7 separate regions of the Mus musculus genome follow, and regions 1, 3, 4, 5, 6 and 7 are each linked to region 2. The links are chromatin contacts, called in public HiCAR-type and promoter capture Hi-C maps. All regions are on one chromosome and are shown on one strand. Each heading gives the region's core, a stretch centred on a gene start, on an enhancer-like site or on the middle of the called end of the contact. The rest is flanking DNA. Distances are from core to core; before and after follow the strand shown. Region 1 holds the start of Nono (non-POU-domain-containing, octamer binding protein). Region 2 holds the start of Yipf6 (Yip1 domain family, member 6). Region 3 holds the start of Las1l (LAS1-like (S. cerevisiae)). Region 4 holds the start of Msn (moesin). Region 5 overlaps Msn (moesin). Region 6 holds the start of Taf1 (TATA-box binding protein associated factor 1). Region 7 holds the start of Med12 (mediator complex subunit 12).

Evidence for each region. Promoter capture Hi-C pulls out the DNA fragments that hold promoters and counts their contacts. HiCAR-type assays count read pairs that join an accessible place to other places.
Region 1: a HiCAR-type map of astrocytes shows a contact between it and region 2, with 5 times the contacts expected there. The contact joins the promoter of Nono here to the promoter of Yipf6 in region 2. A contact is called at or near these places in 4 of 39 promoter capture datasets (the HPC-7 cell line, cranial neural crest, erythroid cells and 1 more) and 1 of 115 datasets of contacts at active chromatin or transcription factors (astrocytes).
Region 3: a contact with region 2 is called in a promoter capture Hi-C map of pre-B cells, with 6 times the contacts expected there. The contact joins the promoter of Las1l here to the promoter of Yipf6 in region 2. A contact is called at or near these places in 8 of 39 promoter capture datasets (the C10 cell line, cranial neural crest, erythroid cells and 4 more), 2 of 484 Hi-C or Micro-C datasets (CD4 T cells and liver), 3 of 115 datasets of contacts at active chromatin or transcription factors (astrocytes, cardiomyocytes and stem cell-derived neural progenitor cells) and 1 of 9 other capture datasets (liver).
Region 4: a promoter capture Hi-C map of pre-B cells shows a contact between it and region 2, with 5 times the contacts expected there. The contact joins the promoter of Msn here to the promoter of Yipf6 in region 2. A contact is called at or near these places in 8 of 39 promoter capture datasets (the 3T3-L1 cell line, cranial neural crest, erythroid cells and 3 more) and 2 of 115 datasets of contacts at active chromatin or transcription factors (astrocytes and large pre-B cells).
Region 5: a promoter capture Hi-C map of pre-B cells shows a contact between it and region 2. The contact joins the enhancer-like site here to the promoter of Yipf6 in region 2. A contact is called at or near these places in 3 of 39 promoter capture datasets (cranial neural crest, hippocampal neurons and pre-B cells), 1 of 484 Hi-C or Micro-C datasets (B cells) and 1 of 9 other capture datasets (liver).
Region 6: a contact with region 2 is called in a promoter capture Hi-C map of erythroid cells, with 28 times the contacts expected there. The contact joins the promoter of Taf1 here to the promoter of Yipf6 in region 2. A contact is called at or near these places in 3 of 39 promoter capture datasets (erythroid cells, liver and pre-B cells).
Region 7: a contact with region 2 is called in a promoter capture Hi-C map of pre-B cells, with 2.4 times the contacts expected there. The contact joins the promoter of Med12 here to the promoter of Yipf6 in region 2. A contact is called at or near these places in 3 of 39 promoter capture datasets (erythroid cells, liver and pre-B cells) and 1 of 9 other capture datasets (liver).

The regions. Positions count from the first base shown.
Region 1 is chrX:101,427,797-101,431,680 of GRCm38.p6, reverse strand. It overlaps Nono (non-POU-domain-containing, octamer binding protein), which reads right to left and starts at 2,030. Exons shown (of 12, transcript NM_023144.2): 1 at 1,919-2,030; 2 at 1,129-1,188.
Region 2 is chrX:98,935,880-98,939,471 of GRCm38.p6, reverse strand. It overlaps Yipf6 (Yip1 domain family, member 6), which reads right to left and starts at 1,691. Exons shown (of 7, transcript NM_207633.2): 1 at 1,184-1,691. The coding sequence starts at 1,240.
Region 3 is chrX:95,954,865-95,958,689 of GRCm38.p6, reverse strand. Las1l (LAS1-like (S. cerevisiae)) reads left to right here and starts at 1,716. Exons shown (of 13, transcript NM_152822.3): 1 at 1,716-2,032; 2 at 2,690-2,815; 3 at 3,479-3,548. The coding sequence starts at 1,842.
Region 4 is chrX:96,093,892-96,097,813 of GRCm38.p6, reverse strand. It overlaps Msn (moesin), which reads right to left and starts at 1,769. Exons shown (of 13, transcript NM_010833.2): 1 at 1,571-1,769. The coding sequence starts at 1,582.
Region 5 is chrX:96,129,632-96,133,631 of GRCm38.p6, reverse strand. The region is part of intron 1 of Msn (moesin); the gene reads right to left. Among named protein-coding and RNA genes, the nearest start is that of Gm30427, 26 kb to the right of the region's middle. Within about 2 kb of position 2,736, at least 174 of the 459 cell types and tissues checked have an H3K27ac peak or open chromatin away from gene starts, as enhancers often do. A contact at or near this core is called in liver and pre-B cells, where this site is marked.
Region 6 is chrX:101,531,236-101,534,713 of GRCm38.p6, reverse strand. Taf1 (TATA-box binding protein associated factor 1) reads right to left here and starts at 1,979. Exons shown (of 39, transcript NM_001290729.1): 1 at 1,713-1,979; 2 at 1,105-1,219; 3 at 853-969. The coding sequence starts at 1,892.
Region 7 is chrX:101,272,562-101,276,299 of GRCm38.p6, reverse strand. It overlaps Med12 (mediator complex subunit 12), which reads right to left and starts at 2,209. Exons shown (of 45, transcript NM_021521.2): 1 at 1,941-2,209; 2 at 1,300-1,404; 3 at 937-1,128; 4 at 649-808; 5 at 19-200. The coding sequence starts at 2,039.

The sequences.
Region 1 (3,884 bases), core at 781-3,280, 2.5 Mb before region 2:
CAGAATGTCATCATCAGATTCTCCCTAACTTGTCAATATAGAAAAAGTATAAACACCCAACAATTGAATCTTTCTCTTTCTTTCTTTTTTCCTTCCTTTCGACCCAATCTCGCAGCATAGCCTTAGCTGTCCTGGAACTCTGTACTCCAGGTTGGCCTTTAACTCTCAGAGGTCCATCTGCCTCTGCCACCATGTCTGACCATGGAGAACTTGTTTTCTTTCTTTCTTCCCCCCCCCCCCCACACACAGGGTTTCTCTCTTTCTCTGTGTAGCCTTGGTTGTCCTGGAACTCAGAAATCCACCTGCCTCTGCCTCCTGAGTGCATGGATAACGTGTAACAACCAAATTTATTTTATTTGTTTTTGAATAAAAATCCCCATGGTGACAGATTTCAAAATCTTTCCCTTCCATGTAGTCTTCTCCATAAGTTTCCATTTACCAAGGAAGGTTAGCACTGCCCAAAGAATCTAAATTACCACTGTATACACAGCAAGTACCAAGCATGAAAGAAATGTTCCTATGTTAAATGCAATAATATAATTTTGCAGAAATAAACTTACCAAACCCTAACTACAGAGATCAGCAGTTAGGATTTCTGTCTCCTATCACGTCCTAAGATTAACCACAATGAAAGAGACTATAGCTACTGTGTGTGATATACCTGCAGACATGTTCAGGACCATATTAATCACAGGTATCTGAAATCTAAATCAAGGTCCTCTCAATTTTAGAAGAGTCAAATTACTAAATGAAAAACTGCTAGAGAAATCCAGTGTGAACTTGCTAGGCTGATATGGTTGCCTGGTGGGCGACTGTTAAAGCTGTAGAATACAATCACGGTAAAGGCGGCTGAGTTTCTTAGGACTTTTTATTTAAAAAACAATGAAGTGGACAAACATAAATTTAAGCACTAACCCCTATTAGAACAGCCATAATTAGGGGTTATAAAAACAAAACAACAACAAAAAAAAAAACCCACACCACTCAGTCACATTTTAGTTTCAGATTCTAAAAACGGTTTAGCTTAAATAACATGAAAAGTGCCCCCCAAATTAATTTCTCATCTGTAAAATCTGTATTAGTTAAGCATCCTGCACTTTACCTGATGACCCTACCTCCTGCACCTACCTTGACTTGGATTTGAACACAGCAAAGTGTCTGCCTCGCAGTCCTCACTAACCTCGACTGCTGTTAAAAACACAAAGAAAGGTGTCAGCTTACAGTAAGACGTCCGCAAAGTGAAAAATACTCGAAAGTAATGCCACAGAAAGCAACATTTTTTTTTAATTTAGAAAAGCGATGCCTACAAATGCCTAGGAAAAGCTTAAGGAGCAAGGGGTTCGGAAAAAAGGCGCGCGCGCGCGCGCGTGCAAGGGTGGGGTGGAGGGTGTTTCATGAACTTAGCACCAAAAGCCAAGGGGTCTGAACTAGCAAACTTCCCACTTTCGTTTCAAATAACAAAACAACAACAACAAAAAATCCATAGCTCCAGGGGCCCCACAGGCCCTCTAGGAATTAATGGCCTTGAAAGGCTAGGGAGGAGCATCCGACAAAGCAAAGCGCCTCCTCCTCTAACCTCGACTTCAGGGCCTTAGTATAATAGACCCCACACCCTGTGGCCCAGGGCGTTCAAGAAGCCAACAACTTAGGGCCACTAAAATTGGGGGTGAGCAGCACAAAGAGTCTGGGCAAGGAAGCAAGAAAAGCATTGGCTAATGCCCGCGGCGGGGAGCAGGGAGCGCTCTGGCCCCCATGGGTGGGCTGCGAAGGCCTTGTGCGGAGGGGGAAAGGCCTCCCGGGCCTTCGGAACCCATAGCCCGTGTGCAAACTCGGCCTCGCCCCAACCCCTCCCTTTCCAGAGTGTCGCAGGAAGCCCCACCGCATCCCTAAGCAACCAAAGAGCCATCCCCAAACTCACCCTCTGGCCACAGTTCTTTGCTCGGAGTATGGGCGACGCTGCACGGCCTCCACCGTCCCGAGAAAAGAGCGCGCGACCGCCGGAAACGAGCCGACGGAGCTCGGTACCTCCCGAGGGGGGGGGGGGTCAATTTTGGATTCCCGATTGGCTATGTGAACTGCCAGTCAAAGTTTATCTCCCGAGAAAGTCTCATTAGTCCGCCATTTCTTAACGTTTATTGGCTACCGACTGTCAAAGCCTTGGGTTCGTGTGAACGACAGATGGGGACAAAGAGCGAGGCTTCGTAGCTTATGCGCATGCACTAGAGGCGCCGAGCACAAGACGGAAAAGGAAGGGGGAGGGGGAGCCAGCAGTGGAAGGTAGGGGGTCGGAAGGAGAGGCTCACCCGGCCCTACGGAAGGACTGAAAACCTAGCGGTGGGAGGAGGAGAGAAGAGAACTTGTGCGAGAGGAAGATCGGAGCGAAAAGGGGGGAAAATGTGCACGTAGGCGTGTGCTGAGAATTTATGCACTGCGCCTGTGCAAAATTAAGACTAACAATGTCATTGTATTCTATGTGGTAGAGCTAGCCGTTTGCTACTGAAAAAAAAAAATGTGCCCCGCCATGTTTCTTTTTTTCCACACTTCCTCAAAGCGTCTACCCTGACACCCTATACAGTTTTAGTTTCCTTTCTCAGTGCTGGGTATGTTTGGGAAGTGTAACTGAAATGGACATGATTGTAGAAACAGGCAGGAGGGCAAACGATTTTGACACTTTAAGCTCAGTGATTACCCAGAACTGTGACTAGCACCATTTCCATAGTAACCAGAGAACCCGATAGGCCAAACAGACTAAGGTTCCCATCGCAGAGAGACTCAACAGGTTGGTCGGCGGTGCCTGAACCAGTATGTTGGAGGTCTTCACATCAGACCTACTCTTTATCCCATAGGAGGCCTATCAGGTAATAATAACCTTCGTTATTCCATAATGCCTAGCTCTCCCAGGCGGTTAACCAAGGATTACAAGGTTCAATAGATAGGCACCAGTAGTTAATCCTCAGTAATTAATTCATACTCCTGATGGCAGATTATCTCAATAGGCATTACCTATACCTTGTATGGGGATACAATGATATGGAACTGTGCTGTCTAATAAGCCTCTTACAATGTTGGGAAGGTTCTGTGGCACCATTCAATACAGTAGTAGAGACTAGCTATATTCTACCCAATCCACCCCGTTTGCGTGTGCGTGTGCATCAACATATGGCTACAACTTACTATAGTGGGTATATTTATCCCAATGGTTCCCAAATTCTTTGAGATAAGATAGCACATTATTATGAAAAAAGAAAATGGGGGGGATCAAGATCAGATAATGCCCTTCAGTATGAAGTTTCAGCCCTACTACTGATCTCCTATATCCACTATCCAATTATGACAGCTGTTTACTACGTATGACTGTCACAATCAAACAGAAATGATTAAGCCTTTAACTTCTGTACTCAGGAGGCTGAAAAAGGAGCCTCCTTGCCCAGAAGGCCACCCTGGACTACACAGTGAGTAGCAAGGTATCCAGTACCTAAGACTCTGTCTCAACACAAAACAATAACAACAAAATTACACATACATGTATATGTATACATGATTTAAAAGGTGAATACTTTCTAAACCATGACCCTTTCTGTTTTCAAAAAAGATTTAATGGGGACTGGAGAGATGGCTCAGCAGTAAAGAGTGCTGACTGTTCTTCCAGAGGACTAGGGTACCTACCCCAGCTCCCATTGGTGGCTGGCTGGGACTCCAGTTTCCAGGAGATCTGACGCCCTCTTCTGGCTTCTGATGGTAATACATGCATGTAGTCCACAGACACATGGACTGTTTTAATTATTTTATGTGTGTATTTTGTCTGCATGTATGTAAGTGCATGTAGTGCCTAAGGAGGACAGAAGACAATGGTGGATCCCTAGAACTGGAGTTACAGATAGCCA
Region 2 (3,592 bases), core at 442-2,941:
ACTATGTGGCAGGAGGCATAATGTTTGCATTAGTTTACATATTTTCACTATTCTGTGGTGAGCTTCATCATTTTCCGAACGTCTAAACTTGGGTTTAGAGAGACTTTACTCAGGGTCACAACTGATCCATAAGATGGCCCAAATGACCTTATCCCTTCAGTGCTGGAGATTGGACCGAAAGGGTCTTACGTATGTAATGCACTCTCTTTCCCGCTGAGCTCCAGCCCCAGATTCAATATCCTCCTTTACAGTTTCATTCCTGGTGCCTAAAAGACTGCCTGGAACACTCTAGATGCTCGAGAAATATTTTTGCTGAAGAGATGAACAAATAGAGCTAGTAAGCAGAAGAGCTGGGACTTGAACCAAGTTCCCTTGCCTCTCAGTTCAGTTCTCTGTTACGCTGCCAATTTAAAACAAAAGAAATGAAAGCAGTTACTGAGCAAACAGTATATAAGCAAATACTGTTTGGGAAGAAGAACGACAGGGCGTAACAACGACTTCCTTATACTCCTCCACTCATGACTGTATTAGGCACTTCATAGAAGTTATGCCATTTTAAAGGCAGGTACCTTCTTTTCAGTTTAAGAGTCAAAAACACCCTTCACTGAAACGAAATGCTCAAACTCACAAAAGCTTCAGTGCGAATGCACTCTAGCTCACATGGGGTTAACTGTGAAGCCAGTGTTCTTAAAGCAGTATTGGTGGCTCTTAGTGACATATGTGTCATGAAGGGGATAGCAAGCACCTGCAAATAATAATTAGCTGCTTTGAGTCACCCACCGGGCAAGTAAAGGTTCCGGTTACAACCAATAAAACGACAACGTCCTGTGAGAAGCAGTTTCATTACTTGTGTAGTACTTCACAATGACTGGTGACAAGTCGTGATAAATGACAGCGATAGAGGATACTTCAGAAACCACTCCAAGCTCGGCATTTAACTCACTGTCAAAGAACCCCTAGAGTGTGGACAGACAGCGGAGAGTCTCAGAAAGGCACAGAAGGCCAGCGAATGGAAGGGAGATGCAGCTAACTCAAAGACCAGGTGTAGTGTCAGCTGGTTGTAGACGCCAAGGGCCTGCAAAGCCAAGAAGCTCTGGCTCTCTGATCCCGAAGCCTTCCCGACTCGCTTCCCGGGAGCTCTGCCTCGCCCTCAGTCCCTTCTGCCACTGTCCTCTTAACTCACCAGGGGCTTGGATGCCGCTGCCTCCTGTTCTCCCGGAGAGTCCTCCGCTTCCGCCATCTTGATAAACCTCCAACTGCTCCCCTCCCATGCGTCTCTGCGAAACCTGAGACGTGGAGACCGGGGCTGGTCAGCGCGCGGTCGCGTTAAGACGGCGTCACCGCCGGCGCCTGAGGCTGGCTGCTGCGGCGCCCAGCCGAGTTCCGGTGCTCCGGTAGCCTCCGAGGCTCGAGCGCGAGCCTATTTGCTCACTGTTTGGGGACGCAGTTTCGCTAGGGGGCGCTCCGCCTTCCACGCCCACTGAGAGTGCAGGCTAGAAGCGCCGGCTCGCCCAGCGGTGCCCCAGGCTCCAGCAAACTCCCAGCCGAACCCAATGGAGCCCAGTGATGCTCAGCTGAACCCAATCGAGCCCCGTGATGCTCAGCCGAACCCAATCGAGCCCAGAGGCCCCAGCCAAACTTAGCCGAGCCAAGTGGCATTCAGCCGAACCTAGCTGAACTTAGCCGAACTTAGCGGAACCTAGCGGTACACAGCCAAACACAATCGAGTCCAGAGGCTCCCAGCCAAACCTAGCAGAGCCCAGAGGTGCACAGCCGAACCTAGCCGGACACAGCAGAGCCCGGCAACGCACAGCGGAATACAATGGCGCTCAGAGGCGCCCAGCCGAACCTAGTAGGCACACAACCAAACCTAGCCGAATGAAGCCGAGCCCAATGGAGCCCAGAGGCTCCTGCTAAACTTAGCGGAGCCCAGTAGCGTTCAGCCAAGCCCAGCAATGCACAGCCGAACTTAGCCGAACCCAGCGGTGCACAGCCAAACACAATCGAGCCCAGAGGCTTCCAGCCGAACGTAGCAGAACCCAGAGGTGCACAGCCGAACCTAGCCGAACACAGCCGAGCCCAGCAGCGCACTACCGAACCTAGTCGGCTCACAGCCGAACGCAGCCGAGCCCAGCCGCTCACCACCGAACCTAGTCTGATCACAGCCTGACACAGCCGAACGCAGCCGAGCCCAGAGGCGAACAGCCGAAGCTAGTCGGTGCAAAGCCGAACGCAGCCGAGCCCAGCCGTGCACCACCGAACCTAGTCGGATCACAGCCGAGTGTAGCCGAACGTAGCCGAGCCCAGCGGGCACCGCCGAACCTAGTCGGATCACAGCCGAATGCAGCCGAGCCCAGCAGCGCACAGCTGAACCTATCTGAACGCAGCCAGCGGTGGCCTGCGGCACAGAGCCACACCTAGCCGAGCCCAGACAAACGAAGTCGAACGCATCGGCGTTCAGCCAAGCGCTGCCGAGACCAATGGCGCCCAGTCGATCCCAACCGAACCTAACCGCACCCAGCTGAGAGTAGGCTATCCCACCACCAGCGCCACTGCGGAGCAAAGCGGAGCACTGTGGATCCAAAACGCGCCCAACTAGGACCATCTGAAAGCAGCTGAGACTAGCAGCGCTTGACAGAACCAGTTCACCAGAAGTGGCTCTGAAGTGCCATTCCTCGTGTCCCCAAGAAAAAGGCCTCCGACTTCAAGTTGAAGAACCTGATCCCCTTGTCTACTGCCGTCCTTGCCTTACTAGTTCCCTGAGCTTCATAGCCAGCTTCCATCTCCTTCAAATCCTCAAACCTTTGTATTGTCTCCCCACAGGTCCTGCACAATTATTCTCTCTTTCATCTCCTATCAAGTGGGAGAGCTTCACTCCACTAACTTCCCAAAACCACTACAACTTTGAAGTTGCTAAGCTACTTGGTGGCAAGTACTGAAAATGTCCTTGATCAGTAGAGGCTCCTGGGGTGGGTAGTAGGCGGGGAATGGGTAGGAGTCAGCTACTGTAACCAAAAAAAAAAAAAAAAAAAAAAAGAAAGAAAGAAAAAGAAAAAAAAGAAAAAGTTAAAACAAACAAACAACAACAAAAAAACCACCCCTGCCGGGACCAACTTTCACCCCTACCTCATCCTGGCAAACAATCAAGATGTTTCTGACTCCTGGTTGCTCTGACTCACCTCTTACCCAAGGCTCCAGTGAGGTCAAACAAGAGAGCCATTGTTGGCATCATCAACATTCTCCCTATGCAGTAAAATGCACTGCTTTATATATTTGGATAGGTAATTCAGAAAGGAACCCAGGGAATAGATGGGAGGAGGAGATACGTGGACTGTGGAAAGCCAGACTTCCCAGAATAAGCTTCTGGGGATGGCTATTAGTTATTTTACTTAAATATTAGTACAGTAATTCTCCTTCAAACCAAGTAAAATTTCAGTCCTTAAACAAACACTCGTGGAAGTGATAACAGAGTTGAGGCTTTGCCAGGGCTGTGGTGCTTGCTTGGAGTCCCAAAGGCAGGAAGACTGTTGCTACTTTGAAGCCAGTCTAGTCTACATAGAAAAGTTCAGGCCGGTCATGGCTACTTGGCAAG
Region 3 (3,825 bases), core at 467-2,966, 3.0 Mb after region 2:
TTGTTTTTATAGTTCTCATGGTCTTAAGTAGTGTAAACAGGGAGAACACAGCTCCGTATCTGAGAATTTTAAACTGAGACTAGCCTTAGAGTTACACATAACTTAAGAAAACATGTTTTCTTAATTCTTTAGAGTTTTTAATTATATGTATTTGTGTTGGGGTATGTTATATGAATCCAGGTGCCAGATGAAGCCATTGGTGTTTGGTGTCTGTGGCACTGGAGTTAACAGGTGATCTGCACTCCAGTCTTCTGCCATTTGAACAATGGAACCACCTCTGGCTCATTTACCTCCTTTCTTAGCAGTCCCATACGAGGCCACAGGGCTGAGCTTCAGTGTCCTCACTGGTAAATTAATAAAGACAAAACCAACTTCAGTAAAATGACAAAATGCACAGGTCAACTAGAAGAATTATTTTATTTAGGCTATCGTCATAGGGAGAATACTTAAAGAACAACACAATAGATGGCTTTGTAGTGGGAGATAAACATGAAAGTCATTCATGAGTGTTATGGGGAGTCATATGAAAGCAAGGGAAAGAGTATTAACTGAAAGCATTTGCACAGGGATGTGGTAGATAACTGGAGTCTAGACTAATAACCTCAGGAAAGGGGCAGAGACTTGTCCAAGGTCACATTGATAGTGGCAAAGGAAAGGTAAGACTAGAACCCTGATTCTATACTCTCAAGATAATTCTAATTCCAGTCATTCAGGCCTTAAATCACTGTGCAACGGGCATCTATCAGCTTACATATTTCTTAGTAATGCTTTTATTTTAAAAAAGATTTATTTATTTATTTATTTATTTATTTATTTATTTATTTTATGTATATGAGTACACACTGTAGCTGTACATATAGTTGTGAGCCTTCATCTGATTGTTCGGAATTGAATTTAGGACCTGTGCTCGCTCCAGTCAACCTGCTTGCTCCTCTAGACCTCGCTTGCTCCAATCAACTCCGCGAGCTCAGTCCCTGCTCCCCCAGGTCAGCCCTGCTCTCTCAGTCCCTGCTCAGTTCGGCCCAAAGATTTATTTACTATTATTATAAATAAGTACACTGTAGCTGTCTTCAGACGCCCCAGAAGAGGACATCAGATCCCATTACAGATGGTTGTGAGCCACCATGTGGTTGCTGGGATTTGGACTCAGGACCTTCGGAAGAGCAGTCAGTGCTCTTACCGCTATTTAACATATAAGATAGTGGGTTCCGTTATGACATTTTCACGCATGTACTTTGCTCATATTAACTTCCTGCCCCTATTATCATCTTTTACTGGTTCTGACCCTTCTCACACTGTTCTCTTTCCTTCCTCCTAACATGCTGCTATTAATTTACTCAGTACTTGTCAAGAAAGCCGATTTTGTTCTACCAAATCTTAAAGCCAAAAACCAAAAAAAAAAAAAAAAAAAAAAGAACCTTGAAAGCACCCTAAGTACTGTAATCGAGAGCAATTCTTCCGTAGACCGCCAAGGGGCGCAAAGCTTTGTTTTGTTTTGTTTTTGTTTTTCTCCTTAAAGTCCATACACGCTGGGACAGACGACGCTCAACAAGACAGGAAATTATGGGAACCTAGAAGCTGAAAGGACTGTGTTTCTGGGTAGGCGGCTTTGTGAATGAACGCTTCCGGCAGCGAGCGGTGCCAGAATTCCGCACGTCAGACCTGTGTCCCACGTTCCTATTGGCTACAGTCACGTTGAGAGGCGGGCTGACGTCGGGGTCATATTCTCCAATTGGCTAATGGTGTGCCGTTTGGAGCAAGGGCAGTGTGTAGCGCAGCATGCTGCGCACTTCAGTTGAGGTTGGGAATCCGGGCGGAGACCTGCTCTTGGCTCCCAGGGCATGGATCGCGTGTGGCGTGCGTGGGACGGGCAGTCCTTCAAAGAGAACCAGCCTGAGTCGCCGAGTGCCAGGGGTATCGTCGTCTCTTGGCTCAGCAGGGCTGAGTGGGAGCAAGTGACGGTTTATCTGTTCTGCGATGATCACAAGTTGCAGCAGTATGCGCTGAACCGAATTACAGTATGGAGGAGCAGGTAAGGCGGCCGGGTCAACCCTCCTGCCTGGGCGCTGGTGGTGCCTCACTCCTTCCTTGGTCGAATTCCCCTACGGCCACATCTTCTATAGCCTTCCCTGAAATTGCCTTATGGTGCCTCTCTCCTAAGTGCCTGGGGAAAAGTTGCAGCCATGCTCCTGTACTCGTCGAAGGAAAACAGGGCGTACGTTCCAATAATATTTTTGTGTCTGTGAGGTTTAAGTTTTATGTCCAAAATAGAGGGAACCTGAGCCCGGGACTAAAAGAGTAGGTTGATATGTTAGGGTGGCTTTCTGGTTCCAGTTAGGGATTGGACTGTCACCGTTTAGGTTAGATTCAGGATTGAGAAGGCTCAGTTCGTTTGATGGGGGCGGGATATAGAGATTTGGGGTTCCCATACCTAAATAATTTGAGCGGGGAGAAAACGGACTGTGTCCACACAACTGTTGATGTCCTGTTCACCCCAGCCAGCTTCTCAATTCCTTTATTATTGTTGGATCCCGGGGACTTGACCCCGTCTTTTCCACAGGGTTTTGTATCTCCGTGCACTTTTCAGTATGTAGGGGGGGGGTGGGGGGTGTATAGTACAACGACCAAGCTTCTCTGGTAGAGGATAGAACAATGTACTGATTTTTATGATGGTGCTGTGGCCCTTTAGGTTAGGCAACGAACTGCCCCTGGCAGTGGCTTCTACTGCTGACCTGGTAAGATGCAAGCTCATCGATGCAGCCGGTACCTTGGGCACTGATGAACTTAGACTGCTCTATGGCATGGCATTGGTCAGGTAAGACCTGCACAGGGTAAGACTGGGGTGTTGGCTTTGGGAACTGGTAAACATGGATTCGGGTACTACCTGAAACAAAAAGCCACGGATGGGCCTTTGTGGGTGAATCAACCTCTGAGTTTTGTTTTTGTTTTTGTTTTTTTAACGTGGCCATGACTATGTCTTGTTCACAGGTATGTCTTGTCCACACAACCCTCTTTCCCTTTTCCAGAAAGTTTTTTCTCTTCTGTTCTTCCTTCCCTTCTAGAATGTGTAGGAGGTATGAAATTCAGAATATTTCATACATGTTGGGGGGAGGGCTACTACTGAGTTTTCTCATGTGACAAAGCCTTGTTCAATCTGTTTGGATGTCTCTCCCTTTGTCCTCTGTTTCTGTCACTTATCTGTGTTCCCCATATTATTTCATGTAGTCATTTATTCTGACATCTACAGCATATTGTGTTCTACATATGTCATGATTATTCTAGACCAAATTTGCCAAGACCAGAAGTGTCTTATTTGTCTGTGTTGTTTCCCTTAGTAAATGTTGGGGTGGGTAGGGACTATCCCTGCTCTGGCTGACACCAAGCATAAGAATGGGGAAGTCAGTAGAAAGGTACTTCATAAGGAATTTTGAGTAAAACAGTTTTTTGGACTATGCCACTTATGTCTCTCCCAACCCAGGTTTGTGAATCTTATCTCAGAGAGGAAGACAAAATGTTCTAACCTTCCCCTCAAATACCTGGCTCAGGAGGTATGTGCGAAAGGTTGCATTGCTCATTCTCTTTTTCTAGGAGGGCTTCCTAAGTAGGTCATGGGGTAAGGTATGCAAATCAACCAGTTTAGCTCATCACTACCAGATAAGCCAGTAGAAGCTTTAGGCCCTTAGCTTTCAAGTTTTTGGTGGTTGTTAACTCATGAAATAGTATGTTCCACGAGGGCACGTGTACATATATTACTGCTATAGTTGTTTTTTATTTGCCCTTCTCTGCTTTCCACTCCTATCCACCCTCTTTCAAATAACCCTTCCT
Region 4 (3,922 bases), core at 520-3,019, 2.8 Mb after region 2:
AAAAAAAAATCTGAAAGCCACCTACATTACATCGGGAGTCCCATGCCAGCCTAGGTTATAGGGTAAGATCCTGCCCAAGTAAAAAGCCCCGAAATGGAATACATGTGATAAGAAAACAGAAGGGAAGACAACTGAGGGGAGGAAGGAAACCTGCCTGCCGAACGGAAGTCTTGGGGTGAAGGAGGCGACAGGAGGGCAGTGGAGGAGGGGAGCAAATTGTAATTTCACATATGTATATACTTTCACAAAGTATACTTTTATATAAGACCAGGAGACTCTCTCAAAAAATAAAAAATAAAAAAAAGAAAAGAACCCCCCCAAAAAAAAACCCCACCTTGGTATTTCTTAAGAACAGAGTTCTGAGAAGGCAAGGACGATTAGGCAGTGTAGCTAGAATACAGTAAGGGTAGCAAGGAAACTTCAATATAGACACAAAGACCTCCTGTATCTATTCACTCTCCTCTCTTCCGAGGCACCCTCATCCCTTCTCCAGCATCCTAGTCACTGTCTCAGTTCTACCAGGCTCAGGCAGTACTAGAGAGATGGGTAGGCTAGCAATATACAACATGGGAGCCCAGCAAGCCCCATTACCTAAGAAACATAATTCACGGTGGTCATAGGGCCTTCATGAGCAAGGACCTGGCGTGACTTGCACAAAAGCAAGCAGAGCTCATTAGTCAAGCACATACCCCTCCCCCACCCCTCCCTACTGGGCATCCGGCCCCCCTAGGCCTCACTCCCTGGAGGCTTCTGCGAGCAACAGCCAGTGGGGTGGAGACCAGATCTCAAATCAACCACCACACTAGATAGGTGTGGCCCCCACAGGAGAAAACCTATACCTCACAAAACGGTCCTGAGGGGATAGAGAGGCACTATGTCTGACAGGGATTTAATAGAGGAAGAGAAACCTGCCCTGTCTTCCAGTGGGTTGTGTGGGCCCCTCCACAGACTTGTGCCTAATGAAGTGTTTGTACCCCTGGGTAAAGTAACCCAGTTGATGAGACCCTTCACAAATCTTCATTTCCCTGGGGAAAGCAGTTGGGGCTAAGACGCGGTGGAAGGGGACAGAGCAGAAGTGGGGTAGAAGAGGGGCGGTTATGGGAAAGGTGGATGGGTGTGCGGGATCCGCCCTGGGCAACTTCCTCTCTCCTCCCCGCTTCTCTGTAAGCTTGGGGGCTCTTCTGAGACAGTGATAGCTTTGCTACAGAAAGGCGCCAATTCCTGGGCCGGGGAAATGTTCTCAAAAGTAAAGTCGTTTCCCCAGTTCCCAACGACCCTTTAGAATAGGGGATTGATCCAGTCCCTCAAAGAGTTTCCACTGTCTCATCCCAGAGGCGGGGAACTGGAACCCGAGAAAGGCTGGCTCCTCCTTATCCACACTTCTAGTTTGTACACCCTGTCACCCTCTAGAGCGCTCAAATTAGGGCTCCACTATCTTCTCCTTCCTAGGGCCTTAGTGGACAGCCCAGCATCCCCGGCAGGCCTGTGAGCAACCAAGCCCGAAGCCATAAAGTGGCAAGGGTCAAGCTTGGAGCCCCCAGGGCCGACCGCGCTAGTTGTCGGCACTCACCGTCTTCGGCATGGTGGCGGCAAGGGCAGAGGAGTTGGTGAAGTTTGGCTGGAAACTGTCGGGCTGCTCTGAGCGCGCAGTACACTTCGGCAAGGACTCCGGAGAACCGGGTGCTCAGATTGGGTCCCACTCTAGCGTTGGGCGACTGCTCCGCTTCCTGCTAACGGGCCACGACTTTACAAACCCCACCCAGGAAAGAGCCGCCCCCGTTGCGCTGCTCGCTCCTTTATGTGGCCGGGCTTCCGCGCCTCTCCCCGCCCTCCCGCCAGCCTGCCCGCGGCTTCGGGCATCGCCCCGCCCAGCCCGGCCCAGCCCAGAGAGGCTACTCTGGCCACGTGGGGGGCCAGGCTCGGGGCCAAAACTCCCCAAGGACTCCCACTCCCCACTAGTGCCCACTCTGCCCCCTCCCACCTTTCCTCACTGCCCCCCTCCCTCCAAGTTTCGACCATCTGACTCCGCCCCCAGTCTGAGCCAGAGCTTGACTGGGGGGCCACACCCTAGCAGATGCTTTTCAGCCCTGAACCATGAGTTACCAATGTTGGGAACCCGTTGCCTAGTAGAACTGCTGAGTTCCCTCTCTAGGAAGCCTTGTTGGTTAGAAAGTTCCCGCTTGTGGACATTTGAACTCCTCTTTTTCTCTGTGACCTCCAATCATGCCACACCTAAGTTCCCTGGGACCACAACAAATCCTCTGCTGTCCATAGCAGCTCCTGAGAGTTCTGCTACTCCTCAGGAAACTTCTGGGCTAAACTTCAGCTCCTCCTCAACAGTTCACTCCCTTCTAGAGGACTCATTTAACCTGTGACATTTCCTTCGACCTTGTATTTATTTGTTTGTTTGTTTGTTTGTTTGTTTATTATTTATTTATTTCATTTTCTCCAGAACTGGGATCCTTTTCCAATTATCTGTCTTCTATGTTCACTTTCAGTCCTCCAATTCCCACTCTCCTCACATCAGTGTCTTGGTCTTTTCCTTAGTCCTTCCCCAACATTTTGGATTTGTTTTGTCTGTCACCAGAGCTGGCTCTAAACTCATTATTTAGCTTAGGTTTGTCTTGAACTCTCAGTTCTAAGACACTGGCTTAGGTTTGTCTTGAACTCATAATCCTACTACCTCAACTAGATTGCAGATGTCTGACACCGGTTCTATACATTCACTTGCTTTGACACAGCGCACTAACAGCAGCCAGTTGACTTGCATTCCCAGTCCTCCTGTTTCTACCACCTTAGTGCTCAGACAATACCAGGCAGACATTCACTTTTTGATAAGAGTATAAGACTCTCGGGTGATATATGCCCTCCAGTTCTGGCAACTGTGCAGGAGCATGGGTTGTGTGTCTTTCATGAAGTAAATTACCATATACCTCAGTGATGGAGAGTCAAACACAGAATAGTGGAAAGGACACCTCAACACTCACCAGGCTTCAGATCATTGTTTCATCATGAACTCAGCCTGTGTCCTCTGCACTTTCTTGGGTAATTCCCTTCCCCCCTCTAGTATTGAGTTTCCCCTTCCTTAACAATGACCAAACTACAGGGTTTCCAAGGTTCTTTCCCATCCAAACATTACAAAAAGAGGAGAAAGAAGTAGCCTATTCAGTAGCCTACAACATAAAGGTTGTATAAAGTCTTGCATTTACACTCATGAGCCAACATGCCTCTATTTCTGTCACTGATACCGCAGTTCATTGACAGGTGGGGGGGGGAAAAAGAACGTTCTCTGTCAAAACCCAAGTATTTGCCTCAAGGAAAAATAGCACCTTTCAGAAGACTTCAGTAGCAGGAGTAGACATGGTAGCCAATCAATCCTTGATACTGCCATGGCCCATGGACCCTCCACCCAATTCAACCTCCCAAATTTAAAGGAACTCACTGATTTCTTCATTCATGTTCACCTAGAGCCTAAAAGATCTTGGCACTAAAATAAATACCTAAAATAAGTCCACTGCAGACTAGTTCAACTTTCTGGAACGTGGAAATCCCCAGTATGTAATTCCCTAACCCCTATGTGTGTGTGCACATCCCCAGCCATGCCACATCCTCCCGTTTACTCCCTGCAATCACATGCAGAAAGGAAAGCTGGGTAGCATGTTAAGGAGCTGAGCAAACCACTAAAAAGCTAAGGGAGGCATAGGAAGCCAAGTGGAGAGAAAAGGATGCCCTAGGGTGTGGGAAAGTAGAAGAGTGAAGGAAGTAGGAGGCTTAGACCTAGAGAATGAGAGATTGCAAATAGTAAAAGTACCAAAAAATGATGGTTAAAATCAGGGCGAGGTGGGGGGAGAACCAGTGAAGTAATACCCCACCTTCCCACTTCACCACACAGAAGCTGCTTAAAGTAGCAATGGTTACTGTG
Region 5 (4,000 bases), core at 1,487-3,986, 2.8 Mb after region 2:
GTAAGCCCATCATTAATAAAATAAGCATCCAAATGTGAGAAACTGTTATTTGGAGCCACACCCAGCTGGGCTTCACTCTCTCCAGTCAGCTTCCTGCTTGACCCAGGCTCCTGCCAGCAAGTTCCACAGGAAGTTATTTGTAGACTGGAGACAGAGCATTTTTGGCAGCCTGAAGACGCAGGCTCTGCCCAGGGCACCAGAAGAGGGCTCTATTCCCCCTGCTTAGGAGCACAACACATCAACCTTCGATGTCATGTCTGTCTCTGAAGAACAATGCAGTTGATCCAGGCACCAGCTGAGGTCTGGGTGTTAAAACTGCTAAAGCCAGGATCAGTAAACTATTCAGGGGCCAGGAGAAGGCTTACAGGCCTCATCAAAAAGAACTGCTTTCAACCCCAGGGCTAGGCTAAGGTTGACTTCTATCTACTTCGGTATGAAAGTAGTTGTTTAATAGTAGTTAAAGATGATCTTTAACTCCTAATTTTCCTGCCCTTCACACCCCTGATGCTGGAATTACATACATGCACCACAAAGCCTGGCACAGCATTTTTAAATGTTCTCTCTCTTAGGAGAGATGAGAAATTTTCCTCAAAAAAAAAAAAAAAACAGAATCATAAAGGATGAGTGAACACAGCAGAGCAGTTACAGTGTTTTATTCTCTTCAAAGGCTGTCATGTCTTCCTTCCTTGTTCTGAACTCTGCCTGACTATTTTTTCCTGCAGTCTTTTATTACTAACCCTTACCACTCAGTAAAACTTACCAAGACTCCCAAATTCTCACAGCTGGTATCACAAAGATCATACAATAGGCCTCAAAATGACTCAATACAATCTATCACCTGAGGTAAATTTTTAGAAGAGTCCCTTGCCGATCCACACAGATTCTGGCTTCTTGGGTCAGAAGGGGACTGGCCATCAGAAAGTAAGAACTACTTTTCAAGGCCCTTCCGAGTTTGTAAACCTCATGATGATAAAATGGCTTGGAAACTATCTGATTGAGGGAAACACAGAAAGCACAGGTTAACTAGAAGACATTGAGCAAGTGGTTTAGGAAAAGCTCTCCAAGATTAAACATATAACCCACATCCACCACAGAGATCAAGGATGCCATAGTCTTTCTATAGCCACTACATCCCTCTATTTTCTAGTATCCTTGTTTATAAAGTATGATGACAATAATGCCTATTCTTCCCTACCAAGAAGCACCACTACCTATACCCATAAACTAAAGTAGTATCTCAATAGCAGGGAGAGCATGGAATAATATCCTAAAAACATCAATACAAGATCTAGCTCTACCAACAATGAGCCAAAAGCCCTTAATAAAGTGAGCATAGCAATGCCAGTGTAGCAAACATGTTGTTTGGTACTGATGAGATGGTGCCCTTAACTGATTGCAAACACCATTTCTGACATTAGTCAACAACCCAGATTCCTAGTTGCCAACGCAAGATTACTATAATATATTCTCCAGAGAAGAGGCTTGGGAATCTGTATTTCAACAAATACCCTGAGATACTCACTACCTGAGCTTAAAGAAACATACTCTGGCACAGATGCTGGTGACATCAGAGCACAGGATCAGTAACCTAGATGTCCAAGATGTTTTCTGGCTCGGAAATCTTCATTCAGGGACCTTGAAGATAAGATGTGACAGAACAGGTGCTACAGGCAGGAGGAGGAGATTTTGAAAGCCTAAACAGAAAATTGTGCCAAACCTTTGAGCTATTGTCCAGAGTATTCAACCATCTTTCCATCTAGTTAAGAACCAGACAGTGGGAGGTACAGATAACTCAGCAGCCAAAACATATTGATCAAAATGCTCTAATTTAAGGCCTCTGTCAAGAGTCTTCCTGAGTTCTCTGCCTCATAAGCATTCCACACTTACTCATTCTCAGGGGAATTTTCTGGCAATGAGCAGACCTTAAACACCAACCTCCCCTTCTTGGATTCTCTGAGAACTAAGGGACAAAGAACAAACATCAAAAGTAAAGCAGAGATGCAACTCTTCATGAAAGAAGAAATGGGAGGGTCACTGAGGGAAAAGCAATTTGCTTAGTTAGGCTTTATGGAGACAATTGTAATATCCCAGCACCATACTACAGCAGACTGTTCAAGACTAGTTTGGGCTACATACATTTCTCAGGAGGACAAAAAAGCATCTAATGCAAATTCAGAGGTAAAACTACAGTATGGGTTTTCAAAGCTACCAGTACACTGACTATTATTTGCTCTTCGCAATTTCTTTTAGTTACAAGTTATTTTGACAGTTATCATTTAACTTTATCCAAGTAATCTAGTGGCCTCTAGCCATAAGCTCTCACATAGGGTGCTATAGCTCACCAGACAGCTTGGCCAGTTTGAAACCCTCTAGAATAACATGGGGAAATGGAGAGTTCCAGTCTGGTCTCCTAGAATTCTACTCATCTTAGCTCTGCCATAAATTCCTTATAGTATTCTCTGGACCCTTTGTCTCTCGGCCTGAAATACGGGGGTCAAACTAGCTGGCTTCCGAAGGTGTTTTCAGAGGGTCCATCTATCCTCATTGAAAAGAGGAGCTAAAGTGAGTAAATCCCCTTTTTAATATGCCTGCATATTCCTTCAGCCTCGGGTCATTCCGAGCTGAACCCTTTAGGCAGTTAAGTGCCGGGTGACTGACAGCTGGGGGAGGGGGGCGGGCAGACAAGCAGGAAGGCGGCAGCCCCACCCTCCTTTGAACAGGAAGCTAGCTACATCCTCTTTTCCCCACCCTCAGCAGTACATCTCCAGACATACCAAGCAGAAGCTGTGGGGGCAGGGGGAAGATGAGGCCTAAAAAGAAACTAAACATGCAAATCACCCCCAATGTACTAAGGAGCCATCTGAGGGTCGGAAATGAACTAGGGCCATGAGAAAGAGCAGGGAGGCATCCCCAATGTCTACTAGGGCTAAGCTATTCAACCTCACCTTGCTAGCCTGACAGGAACAATTAGGAATGGGCTAGTACAGTTAGCAGACCTGGCCGATCCACTGAACTGCAGGCCAAACATCAGGACCTCATATACACAGGTGTTTCACCAGTATATTTTTCTTGGGTTAAGAATGCAGCCATGTCATAGGTAGGAGTAAGGTATACACATGAGTGAACATTTGTGAATGAGTATAGGGGCTTTTAATGAATCTCAAAGTATCTCAAAGCCAAGGAAGCCCACATCAACCTTCGTGGCTACATGCCAGCCCACTTTCCAGGGCCATCCCCTACACCCTGTGACTGGGCCCCAGCCCTCCCCACATCCTGTTCTCAGAGAACACGTGGCTGCCTAGGGAAAGATAATGTCATTACCACACTTCCCCTCGGTGGAGGAGGATCTGATTGACTGGAGAGGGAGCCAGAGTTCTCTGCCTCAACAGGCTAAATAATCTGAAGTAAATCTCCGAGTTTCACAGAGGGACGGACAGGAAGAGTGACTAGATAATCTTGAGATCACCTGATACAGTGAAGGATACATACCTAAAGACAGAGGATGACAGATCACATTGCTTCCAGAATAAATAAATAAATAAATAAATAAATAAATTTATTTTATGGGGTAAAAGGCCAACTTCTTTTACATTTCAAGATTGTAAGACAATGCCAGTGGAAGGACAATGCCAGTGTCCTTCCTTGATCAGTGAACCAGAAGATACAAAAACACAGGAAAATTGTGTTTTCAAAAGTGTCACACAAGTCTCATACAGTAATCCTAAATACCAACACTGGCATTTCTGCTATGACAGCAGTGAGTTAATGGGCCTAGAGTGGCATTACCCAACTTAGGAAAAGAAAATGACTTCCAATCTGTAAGAGCAGCAACCAAACAAATTTAGAGTTGTGAAGGAGTGCCACAGCCCTACTCACTGCTAATGTCTTCACTTCTCGCTAATCAGCTCGTTCCCTGGCTCCCCTCTGTTTTCCCTTCCTAGCCTATAAATATAGTGAAGAATGTGGCTGAACATTCCATGTTTAGGGAGGTCCTCCCAGC
Region 6 (3,478 bases), core at 730-3,229, 2.6 Mb before region 2:
AATGTCTATAATCCCAAAACTTGATAGGTAGAAGCAGGAATATCAAAGGAGTTCCAAAACAAACCTCAGCTACGTAATCAATTTTGAGGCCTAAAAGTTTCAAAAATAGAAAATAAAAGCAGAGTGTGGTGATACAAGACTTTAATCCCAACACTCCAGAGGCAGAGGCCAAACAAATAAACCTCTTCCGATTCTGAGACTGTTATTCTAAAATACAGCAGGGAAAATACTTATGTTTTGAAGAAAAAGAAGTATAATAGGGGAATGATTTGAGTCAAAATACATTTGCTCATTGACATGAGATTATAAACATAACCCTTCTTAATCTTAAAATCTTAAGGGCAAAGAGTGGGTTTGTTTTCATCTTTAACTTTGAAAAGCATATAAGAATAGTTATATCAAATCTACAGGCACTAAAATATATGAGATGACAAGAAATCATTTTCACCCTTGTCATTAATCAACAATTTGAGACCGAACATTATAAAAATAAAAGCTTGAATTTGGTAAGAGAATACCTACTACTTGGCACTGAATTGACAGTGGAAACAGCATACAGAGCAAATGTATTGGCAGGCAAGAACAATGGCAGAGATTAAATATACAAGACAGAGCCCAAAACAGACTTATTCAGGAAGAAAATGTACTAAACTGCCAATTTTGCAACATTAAAGAATACCAAGCGTAGTGGGGAACATGTCTAATCCTAGCACTTGGGAAACAGAGGCAAATGCATCTCTATGAGTTTGGGACAATCTTGCATGCATAATGAGTTCCAGGTCAGGCAGGGCTATGTTGAAAGACCCATTGCTAGAAAACAAGAAGGGGGGGGGGGGGCGGAGAGAGAATCACCTGTGTGGCAAAGGGGTTGCAAGCTTCCCATTGTCTGCTGGTATCTTCTACTTTCATCTTCTGCCACCTCGTTGATGTCAGAATAGTCCACAGCATCCTCTCTACTCCTAATCCATCCTATGGATAAAAAGGGAGACGTCTCAAGAGAAAGCAAGTAATTATCACTTCCTTAGAAAATCCCCACTGAAAAGCGTACAACAGGCTAATCTCCTCCCCCCACCCACACTGTCCTCCCCATGGCCCACACTTTACCTTCATCATTTACCAGGGCACCATCACTCCCGGACAATTCTTCATTTGCTGTGAGTTCAGTGATCAGGCTGCCAAGACCCAAAGCCCCCAAGCCCGCAAGATGCTTCTTGCACTCCTGAAAAGGGGACAGCATGAGGGTCGAAAATAACAACTAAACCTGAAGGTCCTACACAAGTATATTTCCCTTGCTCATAACAAAGTCACAAATCCATCTGAGAAATTATTTCATGAAGTGCTGCTCAAAGAAACATCACATTCAAGAACTATATAGGAAATCTGCTAAATTCCATACAGATCAGTTCCGAACAACACACGTTCCATCCGTAGTCCTGGCTTTGGAGCCATTAGGATCAGCAAAAGCCAGAAAAAGCAGAGTTCCAAGGGTCTTTAAGAAGGCCTTCCACAGTGGCGGTTCTGATAACCTTACTAGAGTTAACTATTATCTTTCCTACCAGGCAAGGAGAATGTTACCTTCGAAGCCAACACCTCAGCATCAGTGACTGACACTTAAGACTTTTCCTCTTCGTCCTTCCTCCGAGTTGAGCCCTCTCGCGCTGTCTCCAGTTCTCCCTAGCCACAGCACCCGCCGCCCCAGGCCCACGACTCACGTCATCCAAGACGCTTTCGCCTTCCAACTGCCCTGCTCCATTGATGTTGCCGAACAGGAACCCAGTTAGAGAAAATGGGCCTCCACCAGCCGACTCTTCGTCGCTGTCTGTGTCGGACATGACGACGGAAGGGCTACCGCCACCCTTGTCCTGCAGCAGCCCAGCCCACCCCGGGCCCATGGGCGGGAAAGAAAAAATACGTCAGTCGCACACGGGTGACTTGCAGCGCTCCCTGACCCAACCAGAGGCTACCGGAAGTTGAAAAAAAGGGGGGAAGGATGGGCCGTCCTACGTGATCCTTTGATGTCGGGATGGCTACTTCCTTTGATGTGTTTGATTGGTCCGCCCAAGATCAGGCTGGATAACTGGAAGGTGATTGGTCAAACAAACCAGTCCCGCCCATCAACTGCGCGGGTCCGTTCTGGTTGCTATGGTAAGAGCGGCAGATTTTTCTCCAATAAGAAAGTAGATCTGAGGCGGCGTGACCTACGACCTCTGGAAACCGCGCGTCACCGGCTACAGTACACACTACACAATAATGATTTGAGCCGTCTTTTCCGGTTTGTGCCGTTCCCCAAAGGAACATTACTATGAATTGTGATAGGGGGACGACTGCTACTTACTTATTTTGAATTTACATTTTCCCATGGTAAAATGTTAAGCTTAGTAAAATGAGCAACCGAAACTTCAAGATTCACAAACATTAAACATTTTCATAGTTTTTTTAAGCGCACATATGATTCCCAGCACTATATATATATATATATATATGTATATATATATATATATATATACATACACATATATGCATATATATGTGTGTGTGTATGTATGTATATATGTGTGTAAATGTGTAAAAGCATGGAGAGAAGAAAGAAACCGAGTGGGAGAAGGGGGGGGGGGTTGAAGAGGGGAGAGAAAGTGAAAGAGAGACAGAAATATACAAGGCTGGGATACAGCTCACTGGCCAACATAGATTCAATTCCCTGTACTTAAAAAATAACCTTATTTTGCCAGGAATGGAAACCTGAGGTAGAAGTGTCTCTGAACCGGGCAGTGGTGGCGCACGCCTTTAATCCCAGCACTCGGGAGGCAGAGACAGGCGGATTTCTGAGTTTGAGTCCAGCCTGGTCTACAAAGTGAGTTCCAGGACAGCCAGGGCTACACAGAGAAACCCTGTCTCGAAATAACTAAAAAAAAAAAAAAAAAAAAAAAAAAAAAAGAATTGTCTCTGTAAGACCAGCATAGTATACATAGTTAAGCTCCAGGCTACTAGGGGAAACCCTATCTTTAAAAAAAAGTTTTTTAAGTACTCTATATATTTGTGTAAATAGACATATTGAACCAGTGAGGTGCCTCTGTAGGTAACATATCTGCCACCAACCCCGGAGCCCCATCCTGAGGACATATTTCATGTTTCAGATCACCATGGTGGCACACAGACTTGTTTGAATTGGAGCATCTTCACTGTGGCCAAACCGAGGATCTGTTCAGAGTTCCTACTTTGCATTTTTTGTGCCTGTTTGCTTGTTCATGTTTAGTTTGTTCTGAGGCAGAGTCCCACTTAAGTTTCCTGGGCCAGGCCTTGAATTTTCCATTCTTTGCTTCCCAACTAACTGAAATTATAGGTCTCTGCCAACAAGTTCAGTCGTGCGATTATATTTGATCACCTCTCTTTAGTATATACATGGGGACATTTTCTTTTTTTAAGATTTATTTTTGAAATGATCTGTATGTGTCTGTGCACGGGTATATGCACTGAAGTG
Region 7 (3,738 bases), core at 960-3,459, 2.3 Mb before region 2:
ACATGCCCTTGCTCCTACCTGAAACATGAACAAGGCGAGCTTCTCATTGTAATCCCACTGCCTGATGGCCATCTCTACATCATGGGGCAAAGGCCCTATAGTAGAACCACAGCCTCCACTTCCTGCAGGCCCTGGCCGATAGTACTCAGCCATCTTCTGTAGCTGCTCCCACAAGTACTTTGTGATGATTTGAGTCCATTCTAAAGAAAATACGGAAAGGGAACTATATGATACTATTCTTAAGCTTAGAATACTCTATCCCCTGCCTCCACCCACAATCACCAGAGTTCCAAGCTCTATTCATCCTCTTAGCCTGTAGACAAATGCCACCTCCTTAAAGCAATCATTACATCCACTGAAGTCTCAAAGAACCTTCTGTCTACTCTTTTGATGTTTACCACTTTCTATATTTAATTATGCTACATATGCCTTAGCATCTCCACTAAGATCTAAAGAGCAGAAATTATATGCTGGTCATCTTTACAGCCCAGTACCTGAACACAGCAGATACTCAAATTACTCCATGCTTACCAATTTCGTGCACATAAGATTCATGCAGAAGCAAGGAATAGACTAGGAAGATTTATTCTAAGGCTCCATCACTCCTTGAAGCCATCAGTGGTATACCAGGTGTACAGAGTTACTTACCAGTGAAGGGGTCAGCAGTATTTTTCTTCTTAACCTTAGTCTCAGACATTGCTGCATAGTAGGCACAAGTCATCTTAATGAGCCAGGCAGCCCGCATCACAGGCACCGTGTATTTGGCCAAATACCCAAATACTTCTTCCTTTTTACTGAAAATGGGGACCTGGATGGGCATCACAAACAGCAATGTCTCTAATTACTCCAGGGAGCTGACACCACATAGCTACATCTTAGAATATAGGTAGACACATTCCCCACCTTGACCTTAAGAACAGGAAAAGAGTACTTCACCTTTTTGGCTAGGTGTGTGAGTGGTTTGGTGCCAGCCAGGTCAGTGAACCAGGTGTTAATAGCACTCTGAGATCTTGCAGTCACCAGCCAGAAGTTGTCCTTCTGGTTCATTAGGGACTTCCTGCGACCAGTGTCAGAGAGAGTATTACACCTTAACTTCTCTGCGATGATGCTGCTGAAGTTGGAACTGATCTAAAGGGGGAAAAGTAGACCTCAGGGTAGGAAGACTGTGAAAATGCCAATGTGCTAGCACTGAGTTATAAACTCTGCCACCTAGGTTGTCCCTTTCAGTTTGCCCAACCCGGAGCTTTTGCTCCTCAGATTCTTCCAGCCTTTTCCTTCAGCCTGGCAGGGTTGTCTCACCTTGGCAGGATTGAAGTTGACGTTCTTGGCACTGCCATGTTCGTCCCCAGAGACAGCAGGCTGGTTATTGAAACCTTGTTTTACATTCAAAGCCGTCAGTTCATCCTGAGGCAGAAAAACAGCATTTTTAGCTCACCCTCATTCACCTTATAGAAGAGGTTGTAAGAGAGGGCAGAGGAAAAGGTAACAAGGGAGCCAGGGAGGAGGAGGAGGAGGAGGAGGAGGAGGATTCTGACTAGAAGAGGTTGTTATTTAAAGCCCAGCCCTTATGTTCATTTGGACCCCACCCTCACCCCCACAGTCAATGAGACTCCCACATCCCCCAGAGCGACCTCAACATCACTCTTCCCTTACCGGCACCTCACCAAGCTGGCCCTAACAACTTTCTGAGGTTTGTGTGTGAGCGCCCGAGTGAGTGTGGAGGGGGGCACCTCTGGCATGGCTCCTGAACCCACGAGCTCCTCAACCGGAACTGCTGGCAGACCCTACTCTCCAGCAGGGCACCAGTCCACTCTACTCTTCCCCCTGTTGGGACTTTTTCTCTCACCTAACCTCATCCCCCCTTGCCCTCAACTGTCAGTGTCTCTTCCCTCACGAAACACCTGCCCGGACCCCGCGGGAACCGGGAATTGTGAACGCACCTCCTTCTGTTTGGGATCTTGAGGGTACACATCGGGAGGCCCCAGCCGCAGCCGCTTCAGGGGTCGGTGTTCATAGCTCAAGATCCCGAAAGCCGCCATCTTGCCCAGCCCGTACCGCCTGAGGCGCCTGCAGGGCCAGGCGAGGTGGGGAGGGAAGGGGCGGAGGGCCGAGGACGGGAGGGAGCACGGGGACAGCGAGCCGGGCGGCGGTAGAGAGGACCGAGGCCGAGAGAAGGGGGGTGGCGGAGGCGGGGCACGTTAGAAACTCTCGATTACTGCCGGAAACTGCCGAGGGACGCTGGGTACCGTCGGACAATACTGACTGCAGAGTGGGTGGGGCCTCGCCGGCGCGGGGCGGAGCCCCACAGCCCGGGAGCTTTGGGCCCTAGGAGGGAAAGTCAATTTCACACACTAGAAATCCACCGGCGTGGCCGGGGCTGGAGGCGCAGACCTGGAATAGGGAAGGCAGCCGCGGCGCTGAGCTCTCTCGCTGGAACTGGCTTCCCGTGGCCTCGCTCAGTTCTTGGCCTAAAATAAGTGCTCGGGAATTTTTAGTTTAGTTAATAACTGCGTCTTTTACTGATCACTTCGTTTCTTGGTTCTCACATCTGGATAATGGGCATGCTAAACTTCCTTCAAAGGACAGTTGTAAAGATTAGAAACTACTATTGTTTTAAGAAAGCACCTCTGATCTGATACAAAAGATCCGGTCTAGCCAGGCGCAGGCCTTTAACCCCTGCAGAGGCAGAGACAGACGGATCTCTGTGAAGTGCTTGCCTTACACAAAAAGAAAGCAACTGTAAAACTGAAGTGCTTATAATCTCTCCAGGTGGTTACAGGCCCTCTGCACCACAACCCCCTAACCCTTTGTTGTTGTTGTTAACCCTTAACCTGGCGGTGCACACCTTTAGTCCCAGCAGAAGAAAGCAGATCTCTGTGAATTCAAGGCCAGCCTGGTTTACACAATGACTTCCAGAACAGCCAAGTCCATGTATGAACTGTGTAACCCTGTCTCAACAACAACAACAACAAAACCAAAGAAACAAACAAAAAGTAGCCAGATTGATGGCAAACACCTTTAGTCCTAGCAACTAGAGAGGCAGGAGCAGGAGTATCTGAGTTCAAGGCCAGCCTGGTCTACACACTGAGCTCCAGAACAGCCAGAATTACATAGCGCCCTTGTCTCAAAAGAAAAAAAACCACAGGGTTTGGGGATTTACCTCAATGGTAGAGCACTTGCCTAGCAAATACAAGACCCTGGGTACCCGTCCTCAGCTCTGGAAGGAAAAAAACAAACCAAAAAAAAAAAAAAATGCCAACGTGTCATCAGAGTCAGATGTGGTGGGGCAAGCAGGTCATCCAGAGCAACAGTGACTGACACATACCCTGTCTCAAAAAGAAATCCATTGACACTTACATTATGTGTGTCACACACCTGTAATTCCCACAGCTCGGGAGATTGGCAAAAGGATAACAAGTTACTTCCAGCCCAAATTACATAGACACACACACACACATACACACACCTCTTTTCTGAGACAAGGTCATCTCATCATGTAATCGCAGGTGGCCTAAAACTTTCCATATAGCCCACGCTGGCCTAGAACTCACAGAAAGCTCAGTGAGCCATCTGCCTCCTAAAGCTTCCAGGCCGGATCAAAAGGAAAAGGGAGGAGGAGCAGGAGGAGGAAGAAACAGGAATCTTCACAGAATAGTAGTTATACAAATTGTCAGATATTTTCTATCATGAAGCTTTGTATATCTGAACTCCAACTTATGAACCTTCACAATAGGGCCA